Linked DNA regions of Mus musculus: region 2 is linked to region 1. A link is a contact called in public promoter capture Hi-C data. All regions are on one chromosome and are shown on one strand. Each heading gives the region's core, a stretch centred on a gene start, on an enhancer-like site or on the middle of the called end of the contact. The rest is flanking DNA. Distances are from core to core; before and after follow the strand shown.

The links. Capture Hi-C pulls out chosen DNA fragments and counts their contacts.
Region 2: a promoter capture Hi-C map of adipose tissue shows a contact between it and region 1. The contact joins the promoter of Upk1b here to the promoter of Poglut1 in region 1. A contact is called at or near these places in 3 of 39 promoter capture datasets (liver and neural stem cells), 10 of 484 Hi-C or Micro-C datasets (B cells, the C3H10T1/2 cell line, CD8 T cells and 7 more), 1 of 115 datasets of contacts at active chromatin or transcription factors (microglia) and 3 of 9 other capture datasets (adipose tissue, liver and pancreatic islet).

Annotation. Positions count from the first base shown.
Region 1 is chr16:38,545,569-38,552,506 of GRCm38.p6, reverse strand. It overlaps Poglut1 (protein O-glucosyltransferase 1), which reads left to right and starts at 2,251. Exons shown (of 11, transcript NM_172380.4): 1 at 2,251-2,424; 2 at 3,074-3,164; 3 at 3,926-4,069; 4 at 6,623-6,758. The coding sequence starts at 2,340.
Region 2 is chr16:38,797,923-38,804,655 of GRCm38.p6, reverse strand. It overlaps Upk1b (uroplakin 1B), which reads left to right and starts at 4,453. Exons shown (of 8, transcript NM_178924.4): 1 at 4,453-4,508.

The sequences.
Region 1 (6,938 bases), core at 1,002-3,501:
CCAAGTGGAGGTTATACTACATGCAGGATCAAAAAACAACAAAAACTGCTACTTTCCTTAGGGTATTAAAACAGAAGTTTTCCTTCTTTTTAAAATCATACTGGCCCAGGTTTCACAGGCTTTTTCTTTTTAAAAAAGATTTATTTAGTCAGGCAGTGGTGGCACATGCCTTTGATCCCAGCACTTGGGAGGCAGAGGCAGGCAGATTTCTGAGTTCAAGGTCAGCCTGGTCTACAGAGTGAGTTCCAGGACAGCCAGGGCTACACAGAGAAACCCTGTCCTAAAAAACCAAGGGGGGGAAAAAAAAGATTTGTTTGGGGCTAGGGAGATGGCTCAGTGGTTAAGAGCACTGGCTGATCTTCCAGAGGTTCTGAGTTCAATTCCCAGCAACCACATGGTGGCTCACAATCATCTGTAATGGGATCTAATGTCCTCTTCTGGTGTGTCTGAAGACAGCAACAGTGTACTCACATAAAATATATCTTTAAAAATTATTTTTATTATTTTTAAACAGTGTGTCTGTGTGTAGGTATGTACACTTGAGGGCAGGTGCTCACTGAGGCCAGAGGCTAGATCCCCAGAGGCTAGGAAACTGGAGTTAAGGGCGGTTGTGAGCTGTGAGACATTGGTATTAAAACTTTCAACTCAACCCCATCTGGGGATCCATCCCATATACAGTCACCAAACCTAGACGATATTGTGGATGCGGGGAAGTGCTTGCTGATGGAAGCCTGATATGGCTGTCTCCTGAGAGGCTCTGACAGAGCCTGACAAATACAGAGGAGGATGCTCGAAGCCAACCATTGGACTGAGCTTGAGGTCCCTGATGGAGGAGTTGGAGAAGGGACTGAAGGAGCTGAGGGGTTTTGCAGCCCTGTAGAGGGAGCAATAGTGTCAACTGGCCAGACACCCTTCCTCCACTGGAGCTCCTGGGGACTGGATGACCAACCAAAGAGTACACATGGAGGGACATATTGGTTCTGGCCGAATATGTCCCTTGTTGGCATCAGTGGGAGGAGAGACCCTTGGGCCTGAGGGTTTTCGATGCCCCAGGGTAGGGGAATGCCAGGGCAGAGGACAGGAGTGGGTGAGTGGGTGGGTAGGTTGGGGAGCACTGTCATAGAGGCCCTGGGAAGGGGGAATAGGATAGGGGGTTTCCGGAGGTGAGGGAAGACCCAGGGGAAAACATTTGAAATGTAAATAAAGAAAATATCCAATAATAATTTTAAAAAAATCAACTCAAGTCCTCTGCAAGATCAGTGTGTGCTCTAAAATACTAAGCCATCTCTCCAGTCCTTTCTGGTCTATTTTTGGATCAGTTGCTGTGAGGCTCCTGGTTTGTTGTTTGCACGTTCGAAGTTCTGAAGTTCAGTTAGTGTTTGGCAAGCTCTGGTACCTACAAACTTTAGAAGCTGAGGCAAGAGGATTATGGGTTGGAGACCAGTCTGAGCTATACTATAACACTCTATCTCAAGGATAAAAGAATGTTTTAAAAAGTTTTACTTATTATTATATCTAAGTACACTACAGCTGTCTTCAGACGCACCAGGTTGTAAGCCACCACGTGGTTGCAGGGATTTGAACTCAACACCTTTGGAAGAGCAGTCAGTGATCTTAACCGCTGAGCCATCTCTCCAGTCCAAGAATAAAAGAATTTAATGATAATGATACATAGCTTTAAAAAACGTCCAATTTGCTTTTTGTTTGTTTGTTTTTTTGAGACAGGGTTTCTCTGTATAGCCTTGGCTGTCCTGGAACTCACTCTGTAGACCAGGCTGGTCTCGAACTCAGATTTCCGCCTGCCTCTGCCTCCCAAGTGCTGGGATTAAAGGCATGCGCCACCACTGCCTGGCATCCAATTTGTTTATTGATAATCTGGTTTGGTATGGTCTTTTGCAGCCTATCACAAACCTCAGTACAAAACAAGGGCTTGTTTAACACGGCCTATTTGTGTTATATTGCTAGAAATTCCTATTATAAATGGACCTGTGCAACCTTTTGGGGACATCCGTTCAATACGATCAATAAATAAGTAGTTTGGTGTTCTGGAGTGACCTAGCCAAGGAATGATTTAACCTAAGCTCTGTGTATAGCTGAAGCACAAAACAAACTACCTCCAACCTTCGGTTTGTCACAGAACTGACCATTATTAAATGTGCCACCCGAATGGGCTTCCTGCTGCCTTATTTCCCATGCCAGGCTCCCGGAGGCCTAGGGGCGGGCTCGGCAGCCATCTTTGTGTAGGGCAGCTCCCACGTGCCGTGGCGTCCGCCGCCATCCTTCTGCTGGGCGGCGCTTCCGCCGGCGTGCGGGTGGGAATCCGCAGTGGTCTGCGGGTGATGGAGCGTCGGGCGGGCTCTCGGCTTAGGGCATGGATGCTGTTACTGCTCCTGTGCCCGGTGCAGGGCCGCCAGAAGGACTCAGGTGGGCTCCGGGCGGGGCCGAGCTTACCGCCGCGGCTCGGGGTCCGCTCGGGTCCCTGGGTGCTCGCTGTGGCCCCCGGCGCGCGGAGGATGCTGTGCGGCTGCAACGCGAGCTGGACAGCGGGCGGGGGCGAGCCTAGGTGTTTGGTGGGCCTCTTCTTCTGGTCCTGGATCCCAGAGAGTAACCCCCATCCTCCAGAATTGGGGATGGTAGGAAGAGAGGGATGTTCCCTGTTTACAGCAGAACGCTGTTCCGTGCTTCCCCAGAGGAGGGTGGGAGGCACTTGCTAGCTATTAGGACAAAACAGATGAGGGAGGATTTGAGTTTGCGTTGATTGTCTCGATGGGGTTCAGTTTGATTAGGTGAGAATCCATGTCGAAGTCCGGTGTCTCCATAACCTACTGAAGGCCAAACATTAATAGCTTGTGACTTTTCCAATTTCTTAGATACCTGATGGCGCAGGTAGAGGAACAGACTTGACTCAAGCCCCGACAAGTTACACAAAGAATCGTTCTTGGCATTTCCACTACTGGGAAAGGAAGGGGATTTCTCCAAGTGTTGGTCTTCTGTTGCTTCTGCCTGGTGCTTGGCAAATACGAATGCCAAGGGCATTTATTCTGTTAACTCTCATTTCCTTCACTTTTTGAAGGCTCAAAATGGAAAGTATTTCTTGACCAAATTAACAGGGCTTTGGAGAATTATGAACCATGTTCAAGTCAAAACTGCAGCTGCTATCACGGGTGAGTTCCTTGGTGTGTCTCTGAGAGCTGGATTCTTGTAGGGACCTTCGCTAAGTCCCTTGAGAGATCTTGATGGCAGTTATTAGTGATCTAAGCATGTCTTGAGACCTTAGATGGCTCTCGTAATGTATGGAAATGCTCTGGGATGGGAGAGGCTCGGTGTTCTCCACATTGCCTCTGTTCCCTATGGTATTTTAGCAACATGTGCTTTCTATTTCTTCTATTTCTCTTGAAAGCTTCTTAGGTCCAGAGTTCATGTCTTGTTATTATTCTCTCTGGTGCTAGTTGTCTGCAACTGCACATGAAAAGGAACGAGCATGTTTATCATCTAATCAGTATTTCCTCTTGGTTTTTATCTTTAAGGTATGCACGTTTGGGCAGGGTTAGTTCAGTACATTGAAAGCAGGCCGACTACCCCTCAGGGCAAGCCACGTAACCCCTCTGATAGTCCATCAGCTAAATAGCAGTCCTAGCTCTTCATTTTTTATTTGATCCCTCAAAGATGCTGATGATACTGAAACTCACTCTGTGCTGAAGTTGAGAAGGGATGTGATTTGCTCCCTGGTGACTGCAGCCTATGCTCCCAAGTTTGATATTTCTCAGTTATCCATGGTGCTCTTGTGGAAGAGTGGCTCGTTCCTATCCCCTGCTCTCCCCCCTGCTTAGTGTATCCTCTAAACAAAACTCTTGGGGATAGATGGGATGGCGTCCTCAACCTCGTGGCCTGCTTTGGCTCGATGTTTTCCATTGTTCTTGCACAGCGTCATAGAAGAGGACCTGACTCCTTTCCGAGGTGGGATCTCCAGGAAGATGATGGCTGAGGTGGTCAGGCGGAAGCTAGGAACCCACTACCAGATCATTAAGAACCGGTTATTCAGGGAAGATGACTGCATGTTTCCCTCCAGGTATCCTCTGGGGTCCTCTAACACTGTTAGTACACGGAGGCTGACTTGATCACACTCCTAGGAACCAGCTACAGGAATTTGTTTTTTTTCTTTTTGGTATGCCAGCCATTTTCTGTAAGCCTAGTGTACATCATTAGCTATGATGGCTTAGGCTCTGTCCCTTCTCTTCTTTGCCTGTTGCCACAAGCTGTGGGGAACAGGCTGATGAAACCTGGCAGGGGGATGTGGGCTCAGGGGGAAGTGAAGCAGAGGGATTTAGGAGTGTCCGTTGTGGGCCAGGCCTGCTTTCATGGCCTCATAGTAATTACTCATTGTACAGATTTCTTCATTTAGTCCTCTAGCAGAATATTTAAATTACTCCTTACAACACCCCTGCAAAATTCAACTAATATGGCCATTGCTGGAGTGAGCATGCTTTAAAAAAAAAAGATTTATTTATTTACTTTATGTATATAAGTACACTGTAGCTGTACAGATGGTTGTGAGCCTTCATGTGGTTGTTGGGAATTGAATTTAGGACCTCTGCTCGCTCCGGTCAACCTCGGTCAACCCCAGTCAACCCCAATCTCTCAGTCACTGCTTGCTCCAGCCCAAAGATTTATTTATTATTATACATAAGTACACTGTAGCTGTCTTTAGATGCACCAGAAGAGGGCATCAGATCTGGTTATAAATGGTTGGGAGTCACTATGTGGTGCTGGGATTGACCGCAGGACCTTCGGAAGAGCAGTCAGTGCTCTTACCCGCTGAGCCATCTCACCAGCCCCCAAATCACAGGAGTGGCTGGGATTTGAACTCACAACCTCTGGGAGAGCAGTCGTCAGCTCTGTAGTGAGCATTCTTATCCATACACCTTAGAATGTGCTGGTCATGTACATTCATGTACACATGTGGGCTAAATTCCCAGAATAACTAGGCTAAGTAATGTCTTTTGGTTTCGTTTCCCATACGTTTAAATGATATTTTAATTAATTAAATTACTGATTTATTTGAGACAGCATTTCATTATGTAGCTTTAGTTGGCTTAGAACTTGCTACTAGACCAGGCTGGCCTTGAACTCAGAGTTCTGTTTACCCCTCCGTAGTGCTAGGATTAAAGGTGTGTGCCACCATGTCTGGCTTCCATGCTCTAAAGTAGACCTCACACCCTCTAACACAGTCCTGTGTATTAGACTTTTAAAATCTTTGCCGATCAGCTTGTTAAACGTTGACTGGTTTCTTTGAGACTTCCTTATTACTAATACAGTTGAGCATGTGATGTTTATGAACCATTGACTTTATTTTGGTAGTTATCATCGTGTATGTAAAACTGTTTTAGCCTGGCACGGTGGCTGTAATCCTGGGTCTTGGGAAAATCTGAGGCCACAGGGTCTATATGCTAAGTTTCAGGCTAGCCATGTTGCCAGAAAATTCTGATCAGTCTGTCAGATGTTCCTCCAGAATGTTGCTAGCTAGGATGTCAAAGAATAGGGCAGAAACAAGCTAAGCATTTTCCCTTTCACTCCTTTATAAACAAATACATAAATACATACATAAGTACATTCTCTGAAGCTTCTTAGGGAGTCTAATCCGAAAGTGGCCCTGTGGTCTTCCTGATTGTGTCAACGCCATATCGCAGAACTTTTTTTTTTTTTTTTTTGGTTTTTTTTCAAGACAGGGTTTCTCTGTGTAGCCCTGGCTGTCCTGGAACTCACTTTGTAGACCAGGCTGGCCTCGAACTCAGACATCTGCCTGCCTCTGCAGAACTTATTTTGATAATGATCTGTGTTTAGGTTGAAGGTATGAAAGGTTTCCCTCCTCAAGACCTAGTCACAGTAGAAAGAAAAAAAGCTATCAGAGTTAGCTTTCTGATGCTGTCACGGAACACCCGAGACAAGTAACTGTGAGGGGAAATTTTACATTGGCTCACAGATTCAAGACTTTCGGTTTGTGGTCAGATGGCTTTCTCGCTTTTGGAGCCTGTAGTTACACAACCTGGAGGGTAGTACAGGGCAGAGAAACCTACTTACCCCCTGTCACTCGGGAATGAGGGGAGGGGGTGGGGAAGGGAGGGAGGACACAACCGCTCTCAGTCTCCTTTGAGGGCAGTGATCCTTTTCATCTGTGATCTAAAACCACCTACCTCTTAAACCCTTTACCATCAGCTCCCAGAGGCAAAGCTGAGGAGGACCAGATCCAAGCTATAACGGTGTCTGTGGGTGAGAAGGAAGGCCAAGGAACTCAAAGAGAAAATAAGGTCTTCCAGTTTCTGTATTAAAATTTGTATTTCCTCTACTAATTAAACTATTCTGTGTTGAGGAAATAAAAACCTGGTGGCCAATAGAGAAGTTATATGAGTAGAAATGGTATTCTCTTCAAAGTTAGGATTGTTGGAGCAGTTTAGGTAAGGAAGGGTAACCTGCCCCATGTAGTAATCCCTTTAGAAGCATTGCTTTCAGGGGGCTGCGGTGGGCTGGTAATCTGTGCGCTGTCCCCCCTCACTTTAATGTCAGGATCCTTCCTACAGCCTGCAGCCACTGCTCTGATGATCCTGTGTTTTTGTCTGGCTAACAGGTGTAGTGGCGTGGAACACTTTATTTTGGAAGTCATCCATCGCCTCCCTGACATGGAAATGGTAATCAATGTCCGAGATTATCCTCAGGTTCCTAAATGGATGGAGCCTACCATCCCCGTCTTCTCCTTCAGTAAGGTGAGCACGGGAAGGGGCTCATGGGAGCTGAGGGTTCTCCCGGATGGGCAAGAGGGCTTCTCCCAGGAGTGAACTTAGCCTTTGTCATAAAATAAGACTGAAGAAAGAGAATCGAAGAATGTAAAATGGCCTCTGTGTCCAAAGGTAGGGCTAGGGAGCGAGGTGCTGTAGGAATGTAGA
Region 2 (6,733 bases), core at 3,204-5,703, 250 kb before region 1:
AAAATAATTTAGAGCAACACTTACAGAGATGCAAACTTCACATAACTGGTGCTTCGGCCACACGCGTTCTGCTTTCTTCCCAAGCATGACTTATGCAGCAACCATGTTTTTCCAAGACCGAAGGGAAGGCATTCACCCTAAACCTCCCAAACAAGAAAATTAATTTCTCATCCAGTGCCACTCTGGTTTGCTTGCATGAGGCAGTGTGTGCAAGGAACAAAACACAAAAAGCAATGTCAGGCTTTTTTTCTATTTTTTATCTTCAGGTGTGTGTGTGTGTGTGTGTGTGTGTGTGTGTGTGTGTGCTGTATGTGTGTTGTGTGTGGGGTGTGTGATATGAAAATGGGGACCATGAGAGTGGAAGAAGAGCTCTTAATGGAAGAAGAAAGGGAAGGGATGATGGGTTCAGATGACATGGCAGCAGAAAGGGCACTCCTCGTGGGCAGGAGGGAATCCATAAGAGGCAAAATAGGGCAGTACCACACAGGGGATTGAGAAGAACAAGGTAAATGCCACATTGAAATCCATTTATTGGTTAACTTTTAAAAATCTTCAAGGAAACGTCTAGAATCCACCTCCTACCTAGAGACCGAGAGTTGCTTTACCTGTTTGCATTTCTATCCAGGAAGTTATGGGAGTGAGGCCCCTCCTGACGGAACTGCGCCTTTAAGATTCGCACTTGAGAGACACTCTGAGGCGTGGGTCTTCTGACAAGATGCGTCAGGCTAACGAGGAAACAACAAAACAAAACAACAGAAAAAAAAATGGGAGAAGCACAGAGTTGAATGTAATTCAGGAAACTAGAGTAGAGTTGTGAGAAGGGTGGATGGCTCAGTCCACTGTGTCACTGCTGCTGTGTGACAGTAAATGTAGGCAAAGGGACAACTCCTGACTTTGGTCAGATAGAGGCTGTTTGTCCCTTGGCTGTACAGAGCGATGAGAATGAAGGCAAGAACAAATTTGGCTGAAAATGTGTAACAGTTAGTCCATCGAGGCAAGCAAGTTGCTTAGAACATGAGTAAGTCTAAGGCTAGAGGTGTGACTCAGCCATTAAAGGCGAGGCTCACAGCCAAAGGTAGAAGAAAAAGTATACTCCTCCCAGAAGCAGAAAAGATAAGATGTTTTCCCATACGACCTCTTAGACACAAGCTATATGGTTGTATAGAGCATCTTCAGTCGTGCGTCTCAATAAACCAAGTTTCAGAACACGCCCCTTAATATTGGACATCAGAGGTATTGTGAAGGATTTCACTCACTGGAAGGAAAACTGGGCTCTGTGATTAGTTAATTAGAACTTGGTTAGTCCACATAAAGTTCCATATCAGAGCCATCGATGAGGATTAAATGGTCCATAATCCCTTCTAAAGTAAAGATCTGTTTGCATGGAGCTGTCTCTTTTACGGGAAATGTCTAGGGGAGCTGGTAGAAGCCGTGTTGATATTACTATCTATCACCTAAGCACGTGAACTGAGTTAACTAAATTTATCTGAATTTATCATCATCTCTCAGAGCTGAAGGGACTATAGGTATGTCTACTAACTTTTGGTTTGTTTTTTTTTCCCCACTAACTTATATATTCACATGACATCCTCATCACAGCCCCCCACTTCCTCCTTAGTTCCCGCCTCAAATTGCTAAATAGAAAAAACAATGTCTATTGAAACTCAAGCCCTGTTAAGTTTATTCATTTCAAGAAAGTTTTCACCAAAACTCAAGACTCACTAAAGAAAGTGATTTTTCCAGGGGTTTTTAGACACTGTGTGGGACCAGGCATACTTCAAACACAGAGTGGAAAGTTAAGGATGCCGGGTTTGGTCAGGCAGAGAGGGCAGACTTATAACTTATAAGGGCTACAGACGATGGATTTGGCTTCAGAATGGAGTCGGGATGAAATCACAGGGCACAAACTGGCTGCACACCAGGTGTGGGCAGAGCACCTATGGCTGGCCCGGAGAGCCATTTGGCTCTGAGTGTACTCTACCGACCCTACCTGCTGGATTTTTTTGGCCTGGTGTACTACAAAAAAGCTCGGAGACCTCTGCTGATCTAGTCACACAGAGGTCTGGTTCCACTCTTAGGACTGTTATACGGGAACCCTCTATCTTCTCCCATTCTTCCTCAACCACTGGGGTTTCTGACCTAAATTGTAACGGAGGGATGGGGGGAATCTTGGGTTTGTTAGGTTTGTTTGTTTTACTTTTTAATTGTTTTTTTTTTTTTTTTGGTTTTGGTTTTGGTTTTGCTTTTGCTTCATATTTCGTTGATGAGTTGGGTTTTGGTTGTTTGTTCTGTTCTGTTCTGTTCTGTTTTGTTTGCAATGAGAATTCACAGATTAGGTTTTTTGGTCAAGTTAGGATATGGTTAAGGGGAAAGAAAACCTTCACAAAACAGTTAGCAATTAGTTACTAGAAAAATAAATCTGTCATACTTTCACAGTAAGGATTCCAAATTCCACAACTGATCAATTGCAGTTATCTGAAAATGAACCTGTTCCTCCTGGTCTCCTGCTACTGGGTTTTCTGTTCCCTTTGTCTCTTCTGAAAAGATTGTCAAACCTGTGAAGGTTCTTTAAAATTATACACCTGCATGCCCCTCCCTCCCTCTTTCTCTCTCTCTCTCTCTCTCTCTCTCTCTCTCTCTCTCTCTCTCTCTCTCTCTCTCTCTCTCTCACACACACACACACACACACACACACACACACATACATACATATGCATGCATACATACACACATATCATTATCTGTGTGCCCTCGGAGACCACAAGAGAGCACCAGCTTCCCTGGGGGTGGGGTTACCGGCACCTGTGACCCTGCGAAGTGGGTCCTGGGAGCTGAAGTCAGGTCCTCTGGCAGAACAGCAAGTGCTCCTGAGGCATCTCTCCAGCCCTGGAATCTTTTATGTCTCTCTCCACGCAGCCCTAAGAGAGTATAACGTGCCTGGCACATGGATGGAAACCAGTCTTTGCTTCCTTACCCTTTCCTTGCTCACAGATTGCCAAGGAAGCTCCTTTTGATGACCTATGTTTGGAAAGTCGTAAGCTAGGTGCTGCAAGAATGCGTGTGGACTGCAAACATTATAGCAGTCGCCCAAACCTTACCACCCAAATGGCTTCCTCTTAACATTTGCTGAAAGTTCTTCCTAAAGCTGAAATTCATATCTATTTTTAGAAAAAAAAAATAAAGTTGTATCGACTCAGACAGAATACTTGGTAAGCAGAGCTGTTTTGTTACGTTGTAATTTGCTGCTTTTCGTCTTTAGCTTCTAGAATTGGTCCTGAGGCAACGTGAACTTTCACAAACATTTGTTGAGTAAATGGCCAAACTTATTTTCCTGGAACTGTTTTTATGTGGCTTCGTTTCTAACCATTGTGTAGAATTTTATTGGATGAATTGCCCTGGTCATCCAAGCGGACTCTGGAACACTGAGGGGGAAGAAGGCATGGAGAGGGACATAGGCATCTCACACTGTCCCCTTTCAAACATTGACTGAGTCCCATCGTCAGTCTTGCTCAGGAACTGGACAGCTATGGACATCTGTTCCTCACGGTACCCTCACCTAAAGACATAGGTCACAGAGGCAGCCAGTGCAGAGCTCAGACAGGCCATTCTCTTCAAAGCTGTCAGTGCGTAGCCGAGGCTGTCCCACCTACATCCTGCTCGTGTTTCTATGGTCACGGATCTCAGGGTACTTGCTAATGAGCGCACTGCATGCTAACTCTGTCTCCTGAGTAAGAAGAGCCTTTGGGGAGATAGCACTAATCTATGAGGAGTTCCCAATCTATTGATTAAAGTGCTCAGACCTTTCTAATATTGCTGCCTTTACTACCCCTCAACACCAGACTAAACTAACCATGTGTTGCTATTTTCCCATTAAAAGCAATATTCTTCACGCTGTGTTTACGTGGCTCAGTGGTCCTGAAGGAAGGGACAGAGACAGGAAGGACCTAGTTAGACATAAAAGCATTACTTGATCCTGTCTCTTCATTTGCATTTCTCCATCTGTGTTTCCAACTTTCTTCTCCTTTAGTAGTTGCTGAGATACTCACCTAATGAATATTAGTGACCCCTCGAATATAGCCTGTGGTGTGGTTACAGAAACTCGCCCTGGCCCTGACCCTGCGCAAGTAGAGGAGGGAGCATGAGCTGGTTTCTTTAATAAGCAAAGTCTTAGTGATCCGATCAAGCTAAGGAACAACAGCTAAACACACACACACACACACACACACACACACACACACACACACACACACACACACACACACACACTCAGAGATGTACATTCCAAAGCAGCAGAGATCTGCCCACAGTGCTTCCTGCTCAGCCAGGCAGGTTCAGGCAGCATCAGGCGCGGCCCATGTGAGATGCCTCCTCCCACTCACAGACCACCCTTCCCCGGACCGGAGCGTCAGAGGATACAGTGGGGTAGAAAAGCATCTCAGGCTGGTGCCTGCTGCAGAGTGAGTCTGTGCAGCACCGGAGAAGAAGGCAGAGGAGACCAGGCAGCCGGTGTGAGTACAGAGACTTCTCAGAGCAGCCCACTGGCTCTCTATTCTCCTGCGAGTACGGACAAACAGGGGCTATACACTGTAACTAACATTAGAATCTGTCTCTTTTGTAATTTTGAGATCTTATAACTCTTCTGGAAAATGTTCTTTGGCTAATTATCTGTCCCTTTGCCTGACAACGGTTCCTGTTTTTGTCAGAAATCATTTGATCTGACAAGCCTTCCTTTAAAAGGATCTGTGGGTCAGTTTCTTCACAGGTCTTTTCTGCAAACAGGTCTGTGTAATCAGTATGTGGGCTAGAGTAAGTTAACAAATTAGTTTTATCTAATCAAGGCTACTTTTACAAGACCGATCTTTACTGTTCACTAATGAGTTGATCCATCAGGAGCTGCAGGTTATAAATATGTTTATTCTTATCTTTTTACACAAATTGTTTCGAGTAACACCAGTATTATTGGATATTTGTACTTTTATAATTATGGTTACAAGCCTAAATTTTCATTTCTCAGTAGCTTTAGGCATTTTTAAGGACATTGATGGTTTTTTTAAATTAATTTTAAGGTCTTTATAAAAGTCAAGGCGATGCTTATAGACCATTTCTTGCTGAGCAAAACTGATAAACACAGCAGGAAAAAAGGCAATACACTTCGTGCCTGTGCGTTATTTTCTTTATATAGCTAATACAGATGCTGTGATTTTTCTAGTTCCATGAGGAAGTAGCTCTTCTCTTGATAAATCTTCCCAATGAGTGTAAAACTGCTCTTGTGTTTTGCTGGTTTGCTTTCTCTTATACTAGGCTTAAAAAAAAAAAACTTTCCTGTATTTTCTTTTAACTACCCAAAGGGACTTGTATAAACATTTAGATTGCAAGGGAAGTTAGGCAAGAGGAGTAAACAAAACTTCAAATTTTCTTTTTCTCACTCTTGCGTACATTCCGAACCAGTGTGGATCCGTCCAGCATCTGCTGGACCCTCCTCTGCAATCTGGGCTTGATGGCTCTGCAGGCTGCCCACAGCCTGATGAGCCACTGATGCCTATCTAGGACAGAGCCCACATGGAAGGGGAAGGCCCCTGTTTGTCCTTCTCTTCCATTCCCTCTCCCCTACTCCCTCCCTTCTGTTTTCTTAATCCAAATTTCTCTAGTGTGGGTGAGTTTGAGGTGTGGTTTGTATATTCTTTCATGCAAGAAATCTGAGCAAGGAAAAGAGGTACTGAACTCAAAAATGCAATCGCATGACTGGTAGGTGAGCCTCACCTCTCTTCTGCTTTGAACACTGGTTTGATTAATGAGCAATTGTTTGTCAACTTATTCAGTGTGTCAGGAGATATCAACACCCTGGATATGAATAACTTCATAAGAAAACAATCTTAACGAAGGTACAAGAGAAGAAGAAGAGAGAGAAAGAAATACACTTTTAACCTCTTGAAATCAGCACTTCTAAAAGTAAAGAGCCTCCCAGGGTGTTGAGTGATTGAAATAAGCCACGGAGGGGCTGGGTCACTGGGGAGTTCTTCCATAGGGTGGGGCTCACAAGGGATACTCCTTTGTAAGAAAACACTTAAGGCGAGAGAGACACACACAGTCAGCTGCTGTTAGTGACACAGCTATTTCTGCTCTCTGCTGCTTGACCCTTAATTGTAAGTCATCTCATCCTGCCTATTCCCTTCCCAGTACTGTCAGGTAAAGAAATTTACATATATGAGGAAAGTGGTGCCTGAGAATAAGAGGTGTGTGAGGGTCACAAACCAGCCCCTAACACTGGGTGCTAAATGGAAGGCAAGACAAAACATCTCTGAGAGTCGCCTGTTCAGAGAGAAAGACCTAAGCCCCATGCACTCTCTCTCCTTCTCTCCCTCCCTCCCTCCATCCTTCTATCTCTCCTTCCTTCCATCCCTCTCTTCCTCCTCTCCTTCATCTCTCCTTCCCTCCCTCTCTTTTCCTATTTTAATTTATGTTTTGAAACAGGGTCTCTCAAAATGTAGCCCAGACTGACCTCAAACTCAGAGCTCTCCTCTCTTGGCCCCAGAGTGATGGAGCTACAGACATGTGTCACCATGCCCCAGCCTCTGAGTCTCTAAGTTTGAATTAGGGAGGTTTGTCCTTTTAAGCCCTACTTTCATTTGGGCTCTGTCTCCTTCAGATGGTGCCTTTATTCTCCCTCTGAAGAGCAGTGTGAAGAGAGATCTAGTAAACTCACAACGAGCCATTGCCATTAATGGTTCATGAG